2 separate regions of the Mus musculus genome follow, and region 2 is linked to region 1. The links are chromatin contacts, called in public HiChIP or PLAC-seq maps. All regions are on one chromosome and are shown on one strand. Each heading gives the region's core, a stretch centred on a gene start, on an enhancer-like site or on the middle of the called end of the contact. The rest is flanking DNA. Distances are from core to core; before and after follow the strand shown.

Region 1 (3,182 bases), core at 171-2,670:
ACAAGTTCATCGTGTTCCTGCCATGGCTTTGAGTGATAGTGTTGCTCATACATCTGTCCTCTTGATGTCTATTTCTACCGTGGGAGTCATAGGCACATGGTTGATTCCTCCATGGTGCCTGCTTAAGTGATTTTTGGAAACTCTGCAATGATCCAAATTCATTATTTCAACTCATTTGATTCTCGTTTTGATTACATCTCCATGATAATGTCAGTAAAGCGCCTGGTGAGAGTTAGCTGGCACATACTAGCTCACTTGCAGTTTGTGTCTTCCTTCCACCTGCCAGTGAAATGACCGTGGACAAGGGACAGGGCCTGTCTTAGTCAGGGTTTCTATTCCTGCACAAACATCATGACCAAGAAGCAAGTTGGGGAGGAAAGGGTTTATTCAGCTTACATTTCCACATTGCTGTTCATCACTGAAAGAAGTCAGGACTGGAACTCAAGCAGGTCAGGGAGCAGGAGCAGGAGCTGATACAGAGGCCATGGAGGGATGTTCTTTACTGGCTTGCTTCCCCTGGCTTGCTCAGCCTGCTCTCTTATAGAACCAAGACTACCACCCACAAGGGGCCTTTCCCCCTTGATCATCAATTGAGAAAATGCCTGACAGTTGGATCTCATGGAGGCATTTCCTCAACTGAAGCTCCTTTCTCTGTGATAACTCCAGCTGTGTCAAGTTGACATAAAACTAGCCAGTACAGGGCCTAACTCCCAACCTACACACATAAGGAGTGGTAGCTTAGAGTCCTTCAAAATTGAGTATCAGCAAATTCTATGGCCAATTAAGACCACAAATAAATAAGACCCTTGCACTGAATTTGACCATTGCTGAGCAACTTCCAGTGCTGGTGTGAGCTAAGAACAGAAGACTTAGGCTTGAATCCACCACAGCCTTAATCATTTTATATCGGAGGCAAAAAACCAACAGCTGTTTTATAGTGTTGACCTACAGAATGCATAATAAGGCAAGGAGGACACTTAACAGAGGCTAAGCACCTAATGGGAACCCCACGCCTCAGAGCCAGGATTGCTAACCACAACTTGCATCCATAACTTAGTCAATACAGAATTCCAATCATTCATTCTCTTACATAGGCACTCAGTTATTCATTCAATACATGTGACTCTGACCATCCAATATTTGCCTGAATATGCAAATAAAAATCAGCAGACCTTTGGCCAAGGGAATTCAATGGGTTTTTTTCCCCCTAGTTTACCTCCCTGGCTTCCCCCAATAGGCCTCATTTGCTAGAAGGGAGATCATTTTGGAACAGTTTACATTATGTTATCTTTCAAAGTAACAAGCTCCTGGCTTTAATTAATCTCAGCCTCTGCTTTTTGCAAGGGAGGAAGAGTCCGTGAGCGCATGCCCCTGTATTTCCAGAACTGATGTGTTTAGTCACTTGTGTGTGAAACTGCCAAAGGCAGGCTGGGTTACTGTCCTGGGGAACATCTGCACAATGTTTATCATCTTGGCATTTGAGAACTATGTAAATACGTGCAGCTCCGTGACAACCTCAGGATTTTATTTCCAAATGTGCCATCAATGAGTAAGAGCACAAATAAGCAAAATCAGCTAGACAACTATTTAGGTGGAAAGCTAAGAATGGAAATCACAATCTGTTTCTGGGGGCTCTGGGGTAGGAATCCATTCCTGTCATTATAAAGCAGCAAAGCTTCTGGAAGCACAATAATGTGCAAGATCGCTTTAGAACCAGACAACGTGTTTTGTTTTGAAAGTACAGATTCAAGTCTTGCCTGGGATAATTACAGCAGAAACAGTTTTCTTGATGAAGTCGTTTCCATGAAAGGACACTTGCCCATATCAACAGCAGGGGCTAAGTTCAGCCCTTGGCAGAGCTTGCAGCCTTCTGAAGCCAGAAATCAGTCCCTCCATTCCCACCACTGGTAACTTGAGATGAATTCAACTCATGTTGTCTCTGAATACCCCAGCGGCTCTGTCTCCTTCCAAATGATTCAATCCTTTGTCTTCGGTTGCTATCTTAGAGATGTACATGGGTGATTATTTTGGATTGTCTCCTAGAACTCAGAAAACTCTGTCTTCGAAGGTTGAAAACATGCCTGGTCATTTAGTCTGACTAGACTTTAAAAGGCATCAAATACAAATAGATTCTGGGAAATAAATCAACTTCAGGCTTTTTACTGCTGAAGGCTTAAAATAATTCCCAAAAAGGCTAATTATGTCTTTCTTTGCTCAGTAGTTGGGCTTAATAATAAGCACCAAACATATGGCAGTGCTTGGGCTGCATAATCCATCATGGCCTTCTGCTAAGCAGCAGGGGCATCGGGCTTAAAGGAAATTGTATGCAGAAAGCTCACATATATTAATAGCTGTAGAACCCGCCATTGCCAGGAGTGATGGCTGCTAACCTGGCTTCTGAAAAGCTCCTCAACTTGCTAGTAATCAAAGGAACATGATGGAAAATCATAATGGCAATTTATTGCTCATTTATTAGATTAAGGGATAAGACTTTAACTGCATGTATTTATTGGAGGAATGGGGACTATACCTGCCACTGTCTACTGGTGGGGGTCAGAGAATAATTTGTGGGAGTTGGCTTTCTCTTTTCCTCCTGTGGGTCTTAGGCCTCTAACTCAGTCTGGAAACAAATGCTTTGCCTGTTGAGCTTTTGGCTGGCCCCAAGCTAAGAGATATTCTTTAATGTTGAAGAAGATTTGATGACGAAAGCACATATCTGATTTGTGTTGAGGAAACAGATCTGCACAAGCTTTCTGGACAGCAAATTGGCCAGAGGCTCAAGAGCCATAGAAATAGACCCATATTCTGAGCCAGCCATCTTGTAGCTAAGCAAGCCTCAAGACTTAAGCATGAACTGTGGATGAACAATTAACTATGAATGCTCAGATCTACACTTCATAATAGCAAACCATGCAACAACTGAGCAAATCATCATATACACCAACCACATTCTATGCTATATTATATTGTCATTAAAAGTCTTGTTGATAAGTATTTTCAAAGGCAGAGGGACATGAGAACAGGATACAGACCAAGGTTATACCTTATCTTGATGGTGAAATGATATGTCCAGTGCCCGGTGGGGCTAGAACAGTGTTAGTTTTAAAACTACCAGTTCTGAAGTCCAGGAAAAAAAAATGGAAATTTGTGTATGGGTGTTAAATACTGGAGCAGAGGGATGG
Region 2 (2,799 bases), core at 236-2,735, 280 kb before region 1:
TTAAAAAACCAACAAACATCAGATATACAGATTTTTTAAAGCATTACAGTTCCTTGATAAGACTGTCTCCCATCTTCCCAGAACAGTGCTTTCTGGTTAAGTAACACAATTTCATAAGGCTCATAAAATATTTTATCCAGAAGGCAACTTTTTAAAGAGTTCTTTCAAAATATTTTTTTCTACTACTTGAATAGTCTTTTTCTATTTCTGACTTCCTGTCCTTTCTTTTCTCTGCCATACTGCACATTTGCTTACTCTCTGGAAACAGAGTCTGAGTAGCAATGAATGCTCCTCTAAAACAAAATTGAATGACGGTATAAAGACCGCACGACCTTACTCTATCTCTGCACAAATTCTAAAATTTCCGTGTCCCTCTCCCCTTTAAAATCTTCGGGGCTGCAAAGGGGTCAGATACTTTAGTATTTTAAATAAGCAAGTGAAATATTACATGTGTTTTATGGAAGGAAAGGACGGCGCTGTGGTTGAAGTTCAAGGGTTTTTCGCTAGTCTCACACTATAGAGATTGTGCTGCACTCAAAGCAAAATGCTGTCTACAAAGAATCTTTAATGAGTGTGTCAGGTCTCCACAACCTTGGCACCTGCTAAAAACCAGGACTGCTGTGAGCCGAAAACCCATCAAGTTCACAAATGCCGACCCTACTGCGCACTGGAAGGCTCCACTCGCAAGGAGGAAGGAAAGGATGGGAGGTTTCCGTCGCATTCCCGTCCAGGTGAAGGCTGGATCCTTCACCCCGGTGTCCGCAGTAAACACGGAACTCCCAGCAGAGCGCCAGAAGCTCTGCTATCTCCCCAGATGCGCAAAACTCAAGTTGTCTCCGCGACTCAGAAACGACCCTCGCTCCGGGCTGCAGTCCGCGGCGCCCGCGGGCTCCGGGGGGCTTTTCTGCCCAGACCCTGCAATGACATCGCTCGGTCCGGCGGCCTGGGCGCCCCCTCCCGCCTGCCCTGCGCGCCCTCGACGCGCGCACGCGAACGCTGGGACCCGATCCCGCCGGTGCCGAGGGGTGCGGGGCGCTCGGGACCTGCGGCCCCGCTCCGGGCAGGCAGATCGGCGGCGCGGAGCTGGAGCGCAGGGGGGCGCCCGCGTGGAGCAGGGCAGGCCGAGTCCGCGATCGGTTCCGCCGCTGTCCCCACCACCCGCCGGGGGAAGGCAAGGACCGCGACCTCCGCGTCCGGTCGGCCAAGCTCGGGCCACACCCAGTGCCCCGGGAGGCGGCCTTCGGGCGCTCGGCTGGTCGATCGCCCCCACCCTGGCCACGCAGGCCCTGGTGAGCCGCCCGACCCGGGGACCCGGGCTTACCTCGTTGCGAGCGCGGCTGCTCTGTCCCGGGCCGGGGCGCGGCGCTGGCGGCCCCTGCAGCGCGGAGAGCGAGCTGAGGGAAAGCGGCGGTAGGGCCGCTGGGCCGCTGGGCAGGCTGGATTCCTTCACTGCCTCAACTCCGCGCCGCCAGCCCCACGCAGGGACACTCCCGCCCGCGCAGCCGCCCCCTCCCGGCGGCCGCCCGCCCCTCCGTGTCACTCACCAGGAGCACACACCCCGCCGGCGCCCCTCGCTCGGGCTTGCACACACGCCGCCGATCACGCCTCCCTGGGTTTTGTATCCGCTCACACGCACGTTCTGACACGGATCCTGTCCCTCCACACGCCCTCCCTAGCTCCTTTCCCACCCTACTTTCTAGAAGAATCCCCCATACAGCTTCAGCACTTCATTGGCTTGCCCCGCACCAACCTTCTCCCCTTCCCCTCCAAACCTCCACCTACCCTAAACTGCCCACTACTGTCCAAACACTGGGTACTACCCGCGTGAGGAGCAAGAGAATCGCTCTTCCCTACCCAGGAAAACGAACTTTGCTGCCCCAGCACCGTCTGCAAAGGCGAGATGCTTCTCCGGACAGAAGGTAGTAATGCTTTCTGGGAGTGAGCCAAGCTCAAATGTAAACAAAGATAGCTTATTCGGAAAAGCCGCGGAAAATCAGGCCCTGGGATGAGCTCTGGGGGCTCAGCCCGACCTTTGAAATCAGACTGAGCTGAAGTGTTTTGGCTCCTCGTCTTCACTCCGGGTCTCACGCGGGCATCTAATCGTGCGTGATCACCCACTGAGCTGCCCTGAGCTACCCAGTGGCAGCGGCTGGTGATGTTTCTGCCTGGGAGTGCAGTAGTTGGGAGAGGAAAGGCAAGCATTATTCATGATGGACGCACTTTAGATCGCACACCTCTTCCAGAGGCAGCAGAGGGAAATGCAGGCTGCTCTCAGGTTTATTTTTGAAGGGTAACTTCCTAGCCGCCCTTTCTCTGAGCAGTAACTGTTCCTTGGGTGAGTGGGGTGGGGGGCTTCCTGGCTCTCAGCCCTCTACAAATATCAAATCAGTCGGTTTCGCCTCTCAAGCTCAGAACAGCGGAATTGTATTCCATTTAAGGGAGTCGTTATTTGAAACGAATTACACTTTCAGGTAACATTCGGATCTACAATACATCATAGCCCAGTTGACAAAGGTCACTCTGATTAAAAGAAGAGATGAAAGGAAATAACTCATTTTCTTACCTGACTGGGAGTTTTCTCCCACCCCATAGGCTGGATTGGTGAATGAGTGTGCTTTATTTAGTATCTGATCCAACCCTTCAGATAAACTCAGTGGGTAGGTATGTTTTTTTTTCGCTTATTTGCAAATAAAGAAAGGAGACAAAAAGTTAAATAGCTTGTCTAAGTTTTCAACTAGTAACTAGAGGAAGAATTTGAACCCAGTCTGGCCCAACCTTTGTGCAGACGGAAAAGCCAGC

Evidence for each region. HiChIP or PLAC-seq counts read pairs in DNA pulled down with a chosen protein or histone mark.
Region 2: a contact with region 1 is called in an H3K27ac HiChIP or PLAC-seq map of SST interneurons, with 4 times the contacts expected there. The contact joins the promoter of Spats2l here to the enhancer-like site in region 1. A contact is called at or near these places in 12 of 39 promoter capture datasets (the 3T3-L1 cell line, 3T3-L1-derived adipocytes, cranial neural crest and 6 more), 2 of 484 Hi-C or Micro-C datasets (nephron progenitors and palatal mesenchyme), 12 of 115 datasets of contacts at active chromatin or transcription factors (SST interneurons, craniofacial prominence, embryonic forebrain and 6 more) and 1 of 9 other capture datasets (pancreatic islet).

The regions. Positions count from the first base shown.
Region 1 is chr1:57,488,494-57,491,675 of GRCm38.p6, reverse strand. No RefSeq gene overlaps it. Among named protein-coding and RNA genes, the nearest start is that of Gm22371, 68 kb to the right of the region's middle. Within about 2 kb of position 1,420, at least 13 of the 459 cell types and tissues checked have an H3K27ac peak or open chromatin away from gene starts, as enhancers often do. A contact at or near this core is called in SST interneurons and palatal mesenchyme, where this site is marked.
Region 2 is chr1:57,773,547-57,776,345 of GRCm38.p6, reverse strand. Spats2l (spermatogenesis associated, serine-rich 2-like) reads right to left here and starts at 1,485. Exons shown (of 14, transcript NM_144882.4): 1 at 1,322-1,485.